Linked DNA regions of Nomascus leucogenys: region 1 is linked to region 2. The links are chromatin contacts, called in public Hi-C maps. All regions are on one chromosome and are shown on one strand. Each heading gives the region's core, a stretch centred on a gene start, on an enhancer-like site or on the middle of the called end of the contact. The rest is flanking DNA. Distances are from core to core; before and after follow the strand shown.

Region 1 (5,752 bases), core at 320-2,819, 210 kb after region 2:
AGGCCTGGGGAAGTCGGAATCTGTGGGTGAAACTCAAAGATGCTTCTAGGGTCTTTGGGTCGATGTCAGAGCTTGGGATGACCTACCAAAGAGTGGAGCTGGGTCTCAGACATGGCAGAAAATAATTTTGAAAGCCTAATTAGTAACTTACCAAATTTAAACAAATTCTGTTAAAAGCCACATTTTAAAATGTATGAGTTGGTTTTGTTTTTTGTTTTGTTGGGTTTTGTTTTTTTTTTTTTTTTGAGACGGAGTTTTGCTGTCGCCCACGCTGGAGTGCAGTGGCGCGATCTCTGCTCACTGCAACCCCCGCCTCCTGGGTTCAAGTCATTCTCATGCCTCAGCCTCCCGCATAGCTGGGACTACAGGTGTGCGCCATTGCACCCGGCTAATTTTTGGATTTTTGGTAGAGATGGGGTTTTGCCATGTTGGCTAGGCTAGTCTCGAATTCCTGGCCTCAAGTGATCTGCCCATAAGTGCTGAGATTACAGGTGTGAGCCACTGAGCCCAGTGGTTTTTGTTGTTGTTGTTGTTGTTGTTTTGTTGTTGTTTTGTTGTTGTTGTTTTGAGATGGAGTTTCACTCTTGTTGCCCAGGCTGGAGTGCAATGGCACGATCTCTGTTCACTGCAACCTCCATCTCCTGGGTTCAAGCAATTCCCCTGCCTCAGACTCCCAAGTAGCTGGGATTACAGGCGCCCACCACTACACCCAGCTAATTTTTGTATTCTATTTTTAGTAGAGATGGGGTTTCACCATTTTGGCCAGGCTGGTCTTGTACTCCTGAACTCAGGTAATCCACCTGTCTTGGCCTCCCAAAGGGCTGGGATTATAGGTGTGAGCCACTGTGCCCGGACCTTTTTTTTTTTTTTTTCATCCAGAGATGCAAGGAACTCCTAAATCAGGGAGGTTTTGTCAAATTGAGCATGAATAGAACTGAGTTCTGGTTCTCTCTCTGCTAGTAACTGGAGCTGAGAAGTTGAGTCCAACATTTAACCTCTCTGAGCCCTGGTTTCCTCATTTGTAAAATACTACAGTTGGACTAAAATTTAAGATGATGAAAATTACTAATGTTCCTTTAGGCTCTAATACCATGCAATTCCTAGTGTTCTTATTTTCTCATTCATGGTTCCCCTGACTCTGTTTGCCTTTGGAAAGCCTACATTGTGTGTGTGTGTGTGTGTGTGTGTGTGTAATTGATTGTATGTATAAATATACATAGTCACTTAGATTTTTCTAAATTTTTCTACATTTCCTTCAAGTGCTTGCTTAAGATTGATGCTGCAGACCAAGTCTTCTCTTAATTCCTGTTCATCAGGAGGTCTTGATGTCTCAGCCAAAGCTCCTGGGCATGAGTGGATCCCATGTGCATAAATAAGGTAGCCAGAGGGTTCAGCACAAGTACTAATGTTACCGATGAAGGGTGTCCAGGTTTTTGGCGTCTTGAATAAGAATTAGACAAAACACACAAAGGAATGAAAGAATGAAGCAACAAAAGCAGAGATTTATTGAAAATGAAAGTACACTCCACAGAGTGGGAGTCGCCAGAGCATAGGGGCTCAAGAGCCCCCTTACAGAATTTTCTGGCTTTTAAATACTTCCTAGAGGTTTCCCATTGGTTACTTTGTATACACCCCATGTAAATGAAGTGGTGGGCTGGGCGCGCTGGCTCACACCTGTAATCCTAGCACTTTGGGAGGCCGAGGCAGGCAGATTGCCTGAGCTCAGGAGACCAGCCTGGGAAACACAGTGAAACCCCGTCTCTACTAAAATTAAAAAAAAAAATCAGCCAGGCGTGGCAGCGTGTGCTTGTGGTCTCAGCTACTCCGGGACGGGGCGAGGGGGGACAGGGAGGACGGGGGGGGCGGGCGGGGAGGCGGGAGGGGGGACCTGAGGCAGAAGAGCTGCTTCAACTCAGGAGGCAGAGGTTGCTGTGAGCTGAAATCACGCCACTGCCCTCCAGCCTGGGTGACAGAGCGAGACTCCGTCTCCAAAAAATAAAAATAAAATAAATGAAGTAGTGGCCTGCAATAAGTCTGATTGGTTGCTTTCCAAAACCAATCAGAGGCTGAAGTGAAGTTACAAAGTTACACTCCTATGCAAACTTCTGATTGGTTGCAGAAAGCAACCAATTTAAAACCATACTTTCAATTGAAACCATACTTTCAATTTTCCATCTGCCACGCAGAAAAAAGGGGGAGGGCAGTTGTAAAGGGAGAGCAGAAAAAAGGGGGAGAGAGGTTGCAAAGGGAGCAGCCTCTGGTCCTTTTGTTACTTAGGTGTGGAAAGTTGGCGGTTTCCTTTTGATTTAGTTCTAGGAAGTCAGCGTGAATTGGCCTTAGGTCCCCTGCCTCCAGACCCTATTCTTCTGTCTCACTAATAAACATATTAAAATCTCCTAAGATTCAAAGTTTTTATTCAGGCAAATAGGCTGGCTGATTTCAGATAAGGTCTTCTAAGCATTGCACTTAGGCTCTGAGAAGGCATTTGTAGGGTTTGTGTCTGCCCTGGTCCAATGTTCACTCTTGGAGACTGATTTCTAACCCCCAACGCACATGCCCTTTATTATGTACCAGATTTGGTCCTATAACTTCACTTCCATACAGCTAGGAATAATATTATCAAAATTAAAGGACAAAAGGGATACTGAGAGAAAATATTTGCAACATATACAACAAAGCATATTTGCCACAATACATATAAGAAACGCATACAAATGAGTGTTTTGAAATATCATTGTAATGGAAAAAAGTGGGTGAAGAATATAAACAGGCAATTCATAGAAAAATAAATACTGGGCCAGATGTGGTGGCTAATGCCTATAATCCCAGCACTTTAGGAGGCCAAGGTGGGTGGATCACATGAGGCCAGGAGTTCAAGACCAGCCTGGGCAACATGGTGAAGCCCTATCTCTACCAAAAAAAAAAAAATTAGCTGAGCATGGTGGCGCACACCTGTAGTCCCAGCTACTCAATTGGCTGAGGTGGGAGGATCACTTGAGCCCAGGAGGGTGAGGCTGCAGTGAGCGCAGTGAGCCGAGATTGTGCCACTGCACTCCAGCCTGGACACACTAAGACCCTGTCAAAAAAAAAAAAAAAGAAAAATACTAAAAAATACACTAAAGAGGCCGGGCGCGGTGGCTCATGCTTGTAATCCCAGCACTTTGGGAGGCTGAGGCGGGCGGATCATGAGGTCAGGAGATCGAGACCATGGTGAAACCCCATCTCTACTAAAAATACAAAAAAATTAGCCAGGCGTGGTGGCGGGCGCCTGTAGTCCCAGCTACTTGGGAAGCTGAGGCAGGAGAATGGCATGAACCCAGGAGGCGGAGCTTGCAGTGAGCCGAGATCGCGCCACTGCACTCCAGCCTGGGTGACAGAGCGAGACTCCATCTCAAAAAAAAAAAAAAAAAAAAAAAATATATATATATATATATATATATATATATACTAAAGAATTCTCCAATAATGAAATACAAATATACTAAAAAATATACTAAATATACTAAAATAATTCTCCAATCATGAAATACAAATAAGAACAATGATTCCTGTTTTGGGGAAAATAATTGCTTTTTATTTTTATTTTATTTTATTTTTTTTTGAGGCAGAGTCTTGCTGTCGCCCAGGCTGGAGTGCAGTGGCGTGATCTCGGTTCACTGCAGGCTCCGCCTCCTGGGTTCACGCCATTCTCCTGCCTCAGCCTCCCGAGTAGCTGGGACCACAGGCACCCGCCACCACGCCCGGCTAATTTTTTTGTATTTTTAGTAGAGACGGGGTTTCACCGTGTTAGCCAGGATGGTCTCGATCTCCTGACCTCGTGATCTGCCCTCCTCAGCCTCCCAAAGTGCTGGGATTACAGGTGTGAGCCACCGCGCCCGGCCTAAAACATTTCTTTAACTTTTTAAGCTATAAATTAGCAAAACTAAAAATAGTGAAACTACTCTAGGGTGAGTGTGGGGAAACATATACTCCCATATACTTTTGCTATAATGTAAACTGGCACAATTTTTTGGAGGGCAAACTGGCAATACCTATTCAGATTTTAAAGATGCATACCTTTTGACTCAGCATTTCACTTCTAGGAATCTACCCTACTGAAATACTAACATTAAGTATGAAAATATACATCTACAAGGATATTTTCTGCAACATTTTCCATAATAAAAATTCAAAGCTAGTTATAATCTACCAAGAGAAAAACTGTGAAATTATTATAATCCTTACAAGAGAATACTAAGCAGCTCTTGCAAAGAATATTTTGGGATTTTTATGACCTGATATAGAAGCTATCAATAATGTAGTGATAAGTGGCAGGGAAAAAGCTTATGGTAGAAAGAGATTTTTTTCACTAAAAGTTAAATCAAAGAGAACTGTATGTGTGTATGCTCTAATTTATATGTTTGTCCGAATCAGTGAATAGTATGAAGAACAGAAAGATGTTAACAGTGGTTTCCATCTGGGGAGCATGATCAGAGGTGAGGAGCTTTTTATGGGTTACATTACTCATTTAATGATATTGCTAGGGGCTGAGTTGTGTCTTCCCTACCCTACCCCCGCAAAATTCATATGTCGAAGAAGCCCTAACTCCCAAAGTGACTGTATTTGGAGACATGGCTTTTATAGACTTAATTAAGGTTAAACGAAGTCATAAAGGTGGGGTCCTGATCTGATAGAACTGTTGTCCTTATAAGAAGCAGAAGAGGCCGGGCGCGGTGGCTCATGCCTGTAATCCTAGCACTTTGGGAGGCTGAGGCGGGTGGATCACGAGATCAAGAGATTGAGACCATCCTGGCTAACAGGGTGAAACCCCGTCTCTACTAAAAAAATACAAAAAAATTAGCTGGGCATGGTGGCAGGCGCCTGTAGTCCCAGCTACTTGGGAGGCTGAGGCAGGAGAATGGTGAAACTGGGAGGCAGAGCTTGCAGTGAGCTGAGATCGCACCACTGCACTCCAGCCTGGGCGACAGAGCGAGACTCCGTCTCAAAAAAAAAAAAAAAAAAAAAGAAGGAAACCTGGATATGGAGATGATGTGAACACACACAGGAAGAAGAGGCCGGGCACGGTGGCTCATGCCTGTAATTCCAGTACTTTGGGAGGCCAAGGCAGGCAGATCACAAGGTCAGGAGTTTGAGACCATCTTGGCCAACATGGTGAAACCCCGTCTCTACTAAAAAAATACAAAAATTAGCTGGACTTGGTGGCGGGTGCCTGTAATTCCAGCTACTCAGGAGGCTGAGGCAGGAGAATTGTTTGAACCTGGGAGGTGGAGGTTGCAGTGAGCCGAGATCACACCATAGCACTCCAGCCTGGGTGACAAGAGTGAAACTCTGTCACACACACACACACACACACACACGCACACACACAAAGAAGATGCCATGTGAAGACAGAGGCAGAGACTGGAGTTATGCTGCTACAAGCCATTAAATGCTTGGAGTCACCAAGTGCTAACTGCTAGGAGAGAGGCATGACAGATTCTCCCTTGCAGCCCTCAGTAGTGTTGGATGTAAAAATGTTCTAGGAATAAATGCTTGGTGCAGTGAAGTAAAACTAGCACTTAGGCAAAAGTTTAATGATCTCAGCAAGGCAATTTACTTCTGCAGAAGGGTGCTACCTGCGTCAATCAAGATCGCAAGGGCACAGAGAACAAAGGAGACCACGGTTTTTTTCTATCTTTAATGCAATCTTGACTTCTGTGTCCCTCCCCCATGGGCTGGGGTTGGACTGCACAATCCGAGCTGACTTGATTGG
Region 2 (6,193 bases), core at 1,880-4,379:
GGTAAAGAATAATTGGGGCACAGTGGCTCATGTCTGTAATTCCAGCACTTTGGGAGGCCAAAGCAGGAAGATCGTGTGAGTGAGCCCAGGAGTTCAAGACCAGCCTGGGCAACATACAGATACCCTGTCTCTTCAAGAAATGAAAAAATTAGCTGGGCGTGATGGTGCATGCCTCTAGTCCCAGTTACTCAGCAGGCTGAGGTGGGAGATGGCTTGAGCCTAGCAGGTCGAGGGTGCAGTGAGCAGTGATTGTGCCACTGCACTCCAGCCTGGGCAACAGAGTGAGATTCTGTCTCAAAAAATGAGAATGCACTAGATACACAATTTTATTGAACTTTCTGTAATGGAAAATTTCGAACTTATGCAAAGTAAAGACTAGTATGACCCCCATTTACCCATCATCCAGCTTTGATAATTATTAACACATCCAAATAATTTTATGTTATAAAGATTTATAAAACGTGTATATTTATTTATTTATTTACTAAATGTAGAGCCTCACTCTGTTGCCCAGGCTGGAGCAGAGTGGCACAATCTTGGCTCACTGCAAACTCCACCTCCCGGGTTTAAGCAATTCTTGTGTCTCAGCCTCCCAAGTAGCTGGGATCACAGGTATGCACCACCATTGCTGGCTAATTTTTGTATTTTTAGTAGAGTTGGGGTTTTGCCGTGTTGGCCAGACTGGTGTCGAACTCCTGGCCTCAAGTGATCCACCCGCCTCGGCATCCCAAAGTGCTGGGATTACAGGTGTGAGCCACTGCACCCAGCCTAGGATCTCTTAATTTATCATTAGTCCTGGATAAGTACTCCAGATTGGCTGATAAATTGTGTGCTCATCCTACAGAGAAGCAAAATGGTGTTCAGACAGATAATTAACTTGCCTAACTTGCTTAGAAGAAGCCTAACTTGGGCTCATTGTTTCAGGCCTTCAAAAGCTTTTTTCTATAATTATTATCATACTTTATTTTTTAGATTTTCATTTATCTCATTCTTTAGATTGAGGAGGGAAGGCTCACACCTGTTGTATTTACTAATCCACTCCCGGTACCTAGCTGAACAACTGATGTATAGAGTTCATTAAATATTTGTTGAATGAATGGATCAAAACTATCTTTATATTAGGAGTCTGATTTGCATCTAAAAATATTTTAGGTGGCATTATTTATTTCCTTCTCATGAAGAATAATTCCACGGTTTTCTTTGTAAGTGGACTCTTGCCACCAGGGAAGTATTGTGGACTCGATTTCTGTGAGTGTTTAGCTGTTAATAAAAAGCCCCAACTGAAGATAAAACATGAAATGATAAAAAAAAAAAAGGTTTATTTCCTAACCTGGTAGCCAGTTATTAAATTCCTGACAGCATTGAGGAGAAATCGGCACATTGATAACAAGACATGAGAGACAAGTTCTCTGTGTTCCAGGAGCAGAGCAACGTTCTTTTTTCTAACATTCACACTGGATGAGTGATATGGAAGTGACTTGAAGGAATGAGCATTTGTGCCACATGCAGGGTTTTTTGCTTTTTCTAGTACCTTCATTAAGGGATTAGCCTTTCATTCTTTGAAATGCAAAATCTCAGTTGCCCAAAAGCAGAGTGGAAATGAGCAGCATCCTCTCTTCCTTAAGAGAAGTGATCTTTCTTCCGTCACTTAAGATGTTTTCCTATAGTTGAGGATTTTATAGCAAAGAGAATTTTGTAAACCATGTTACTGGTTAAAAACTTTTTGTTGTTGTTGTTGGTCTTAATTTCATAGGCGCATAGGTTAGGGCCAATCACTAGTCTTTTCTAAGCTTTTATTTTTGAAAAATCACTAATGCTTTAAAATACTGTCAATGTGATAGGTCCCAGCTGCTGATTCCTTCATACCAAATGATTTTGAAGTAAGTTTTGATTCCTATTTGTCTTTGACTGTAGTAGTTTTGTTTTACTTTTAAAAATTAAATTCAACAGGATCATAAAGCATGCTTTTGACCAAATATTTTGCTGGTATCTTAAATTGACCACAGTATAATTTAGAGTCTCAGAACATTTTCTTTTAAGTTGCCTTTTTTCATCCTCAGTGTTCTTGTTCTGACAGTGTATCCTGTGATTTTTAAATTTTTCTTCCTTTCTGGGTGAAGTGACAGAATTTTAAAGCGTTTTTTGAAACATCTGGTGATCTAAATACAGTTTGGGGGAGCTTTGACCTACTTAGAATGGTTCTTTGTGCCAGAGAGCGTGTTTATTCCCAAGGTAACTCTGCTATGGAATTGCCCATGTGAATGCATTGAGACTTGCAACTTGCCAGATCTTTTATTTTACAAACACAATGAAGCAGCAGGCAGCCAAGAAGAAACGGGGAAGATTGCATTGTTCTTGTACTTCCTTGAATTAAGTTTATTCATCTCAGTATTTTCTGCAGATTTCTTTGACAATAATATTGTGAATGAGGATTTAGCAGCAACAGTTGATTGCATGTGTATTCATTGTCAGTATGTTTGCTCTATTGAAACACCTTTATGCATTTTGTTCAGTAGGAGATTATACTCATACATAAAATTTTTTATTTATATTTAGAGCCTTTTTAGACATGGCTGTATCATGAAGTATAGTAGTATATTCCTTTTAGATAGTTTATTTTAAAATATCAGGATAATTGTATTTAAACATATAGTATAGATTTTGAAATATTTACATTTATTAATATTCCATTTCTGTGATAGCAGAATATCTGTGCCATTTCTTTTATCTCTTCAAGGTTGGATCATTTGCAGTAGACGTTCCCTAATCAGTTCAGTATTTTAATGTACAAAGGCATTTACCCAAAAACTAGAAAATAGAGTCCCTTGATAAGCAGGACATGTTCTGTGCAGCTTTTATGAAGACTCAAATTTGAGGGTATGTGATTTTTGTTAAAATTAGACTTTTTGTGAAATAGAGGTGTTTTTATGTACCTTTGGCCTCTAGGAGGCAGCATGATCTAGTCTAAGATTTCTGTATCCTGGATCAGGAAACTTAGTCCTCTGTCATTTTAAGAACTTTCGTGTATGAAAATATTTGCCTTCTGAATCATAAAGTTATGGTATAAATGAATTAAATAATAGCGGATACTCACAGAGTCCTAGATTGTGCTCCTGTTGTTTTCTTTGTGAATACTTAAAAAGCAAAAGGAATTATTGTGATTGCTGTAGTAGTAGCATAACAATAGAAAAAGTGATCATTTCAGTGGACGAGTGCACTTTCAGTTTGCAGACCACTAGTCTCCATCCAGCCTTCTCAGCTGTTGTGTAAAACCCTGCAAGCATTACTGTCATTAACAGCTGAGGATATCTTTTTCTAGCTGATGTTTTTGCTAAAATAATATGTCAAGTGTTTATTTAAAGATAACTTCAATAAAATCTTAGCAAATATCATAGCTCTCCTATAGTTATTACTAAAAGCTATCTAAAATTGCTTGAAATTCAGGAGATACATTGTGCCCATTTTTTCACTGTAATAGTGTATACTTTTGCTGTGTGATTAGAGTGTACCCATGTGACTATTGCCATAATTTGTGGCTTCGGGGGAACAGAGAGTAGGCATGTATTGTAAGGGGACAGTGGATGAACAGTTGTCCTTTAGTCAACCTATTTTTCTTTACTTCTTTCTGTTTTCATAGCACCTGAGTAATTTCTATTTAGTGGCTCACATGAGACTACTGTAGTAAAAGGATACTGCCCCTTGGTCGTTGGAATTGCCAGCTTTGGGAGAATTTATTCTGCTCAAAACTCAAAGATAGGTTCAGAAGGCAAAGTAACTCGTGGGAGGATTTATCCGTAATCTTATTAATGAGATTGATGCTGCCAAATATTATCATTAATTTAATTTTGGGTCTGTTTTGATCAAAATGTTATAAAGTTCAGGTCATGCCCTCATGCCCTAGAATGTACTTAATCTAGAAATATTTGACCAAAGTAGTCAAAAGCTATACTGAAAGAATTGATAAATGTTTAGAAAAATTAGAGCTGCTGTATATTTCTAAATAATTCCAGTAGATCCTCTTCCACAAAAAGATGCAGTCCTTTTTAAAGGAACAAATAACCTGCCGTTTTCTTGTTTGAGTGGTCTGAGACTTCCATCTCCCCTTTTGTATTTGAGACATAAAAGTCTTCAATCAGCTAATGAGCTGGGCTTCTTTTCCTTTTTCTGTAAATGCTTATTTGAATGTGCATTGTTTCTGCGTTGACAGGATGATATTTGGGACAAAATGAAAATGGGAGAACGGGAACTGGTGTATCCTGTTCTAAGCTCTGTAATGAGCAGGAGTGGACTTGATGAAGGGATTGAATTATTTGAAAACCTCTAGATTTTAAAAAGCAGAATAAGGCTTCCATTCTCAATTTTTTATTTATTTCTACATTATGTCATTAGAAAGTTTCTTATAAGCAAATATATAATTTCTACCAAGAAAAACAGTAAAGTTTTAAGTATTCCATTTTAACATTGTTTACAATTTTTTTTTAACTAGAAATCAGAGGTACATATGTGAGACATTTTATATTTTAGCCAAAGCGTGCCTTCGCTTGTTTTTGTCCATTAACTTAGTTCAGGACTTGAAATAATAATGCCTAAAGATGTCATGATCTTAAGACGAGGAACTGTAGTAACTAGATTTTTCTTACTAATTACCACTGTGTTTATTTTGGAACTAGCCTATCTTATGCATGCCACAAGTATATGTCACAAATACACTGCAGTGGGCAAGGAAAATTTTAATGTCTAATTGCTAGGGTCTTTTGCAAGAAAAGACAGTTTGTGCTTGGTTTATTAAATTAGTATGGAATAATATGTACTGTTAACAGTGTTTATTGAGCTTCTGAGATGTCTTCAGTAGACTCAATACAAGGATTGCTTTTTGTGGGTATGTGTTTTATGTGTAAATATGTAAATAAATGTTTACTGGACTCTTACTAAAACGATCAGTTTATCAGGTACTATTAAAAATATTACATGGTTATTTGTGCCTGGAACAGTATGTAACATATAAAAATAGAATGCAAATTGCAGTGGAAACCAGAAACAGAGTCCCTAGGGCCGAAAGGGACCTTGGAGAGTATCTGGTGCCTTGATCTTCTAGCTCTGCTCTAAGGAGCTTGGGTGTGGAGTTCTGCTACTGAAATTAAATAATTAAATAATTAATAATTAATGACAGGATTGTTTTCTTTTAATTAGATAATATAATTTCCTCATTTATGATTTTTCACCTTTTTTTAAAAATTTTTCATTATTTTCTACCATTTCTCTGCTTGGGAGTACGAACCTGAATTTAAAGTGGAGTAACAGGTACAAATGAATACAGATTAAGAGGGAAAACTCAAACAGCCAAATTTTTTTGTAGCCTTGTGTGCTGGTAGCTGTGATTTTTTCTTTGTTTTTCTTTTTTTTTCCCCCATTTGAGACAGGGTCTCATTCTGTTGCCTAGACTGAAGTTCAGTACTTTGATCATTGCTCACTGCAATCTTGACCTCTCTGGGCTCAGGTGATCTTCTCACCTCAGCCTCCTGAGTAGTTGGGACCACAGGTGTACGCCACCATGCTCATTTTTGTGTTTTTTTGTAGAGACAGGATTTTGCCATGTTGTCCAGGCTGCTTTTGAACTGGGCTGAAGTGATCCTCCTGCCTTGGCCTCCCAGATTGCTGAGATTACAGGCCTGAGCCAACGTGCCTGGCCTGATTTTTTGTATATATAATATGGTTGAATTTTCCCTTCATAAGATATCCCCTGAGTGTGATAGAATTGAACTTAGCTGGTAAATCAATATTTTATTTTATCCCACTGAAACGTGTTATGCAAAGAGCATCGTTTGTTAATTTCAAGTGCTCCATCGCCCATAACAATTATTGGAACTAGTGATTTGGTCCGGTAATCTCTTTTACCAGTTAGACCCAGAGAGACTGACTTTCTTAAGGTTACTTAACAAATTAATGATAGGGTCCAGGTTGTATTCTGTGACTTATAACTTTACATTCATTGTTCTAGATTTAACAGCAGTACTCCACAGGTACAACTGAATTTGGAGGGGGTTTTTGTTTAGGAAGCATTCACCCATTCTGTAGGGATACAATCCTCATTTTTACCAAAGAGGAAACAGGCTCATAGAGTTTAAAGGATTTGCCTAAAGTTTTCCTAAAGTTTCTCCACTAGTTAGAAAAGAAGCCAGGTCTTTTCATTGGA

What was found. Hi-C and Micro-C count contacts between places; a contact is called where the count stands out from the background.
Region 1: a contact with region 2 is called in a Hi-C map of a lymphoblastoid cell line, with 4 times the contacts expected there. The contact joins two enhancer-like sites. A contact is called at or near these places in 2 of 4 Hi-C or Micro-C datasets (a lymphoblastoid cell line and an unstated tissue).

What each region holds. Positions count from the first base shown.
Region 1 is chr23:1,566,537-1,572,288 of Asia_NLE_v1, forward strand. No RefSeq gene overlaps it. Among named protein-coding and RNA genes, the nearest start is that of DNM1L, 12 kb to the right of the region's middle. Within about 2 kb of position 1,570, the one cell type or tissue checked has an H3K27ac peak away from gene starts, as active enhancers do. A contact at or near this core is called in a lymphoblastoid cell line, where this site is marked.
Region 2 is chr23:1,357,017-1,363,209 of Asia_NLE_v1, forward strand. No RefSeq gene overlaps it. Among named protein-coding and RNA genes, the nearest start is that of FGD4, 48 kb to the right of the region's middle. Within about 2 kb of position 3,130, the one cell type or tissue checked has an H3K27ac peak away from gene starts, as active enhancers do. A contact at or near this core is called in a lymphoblastoid cell line, where this site is marked.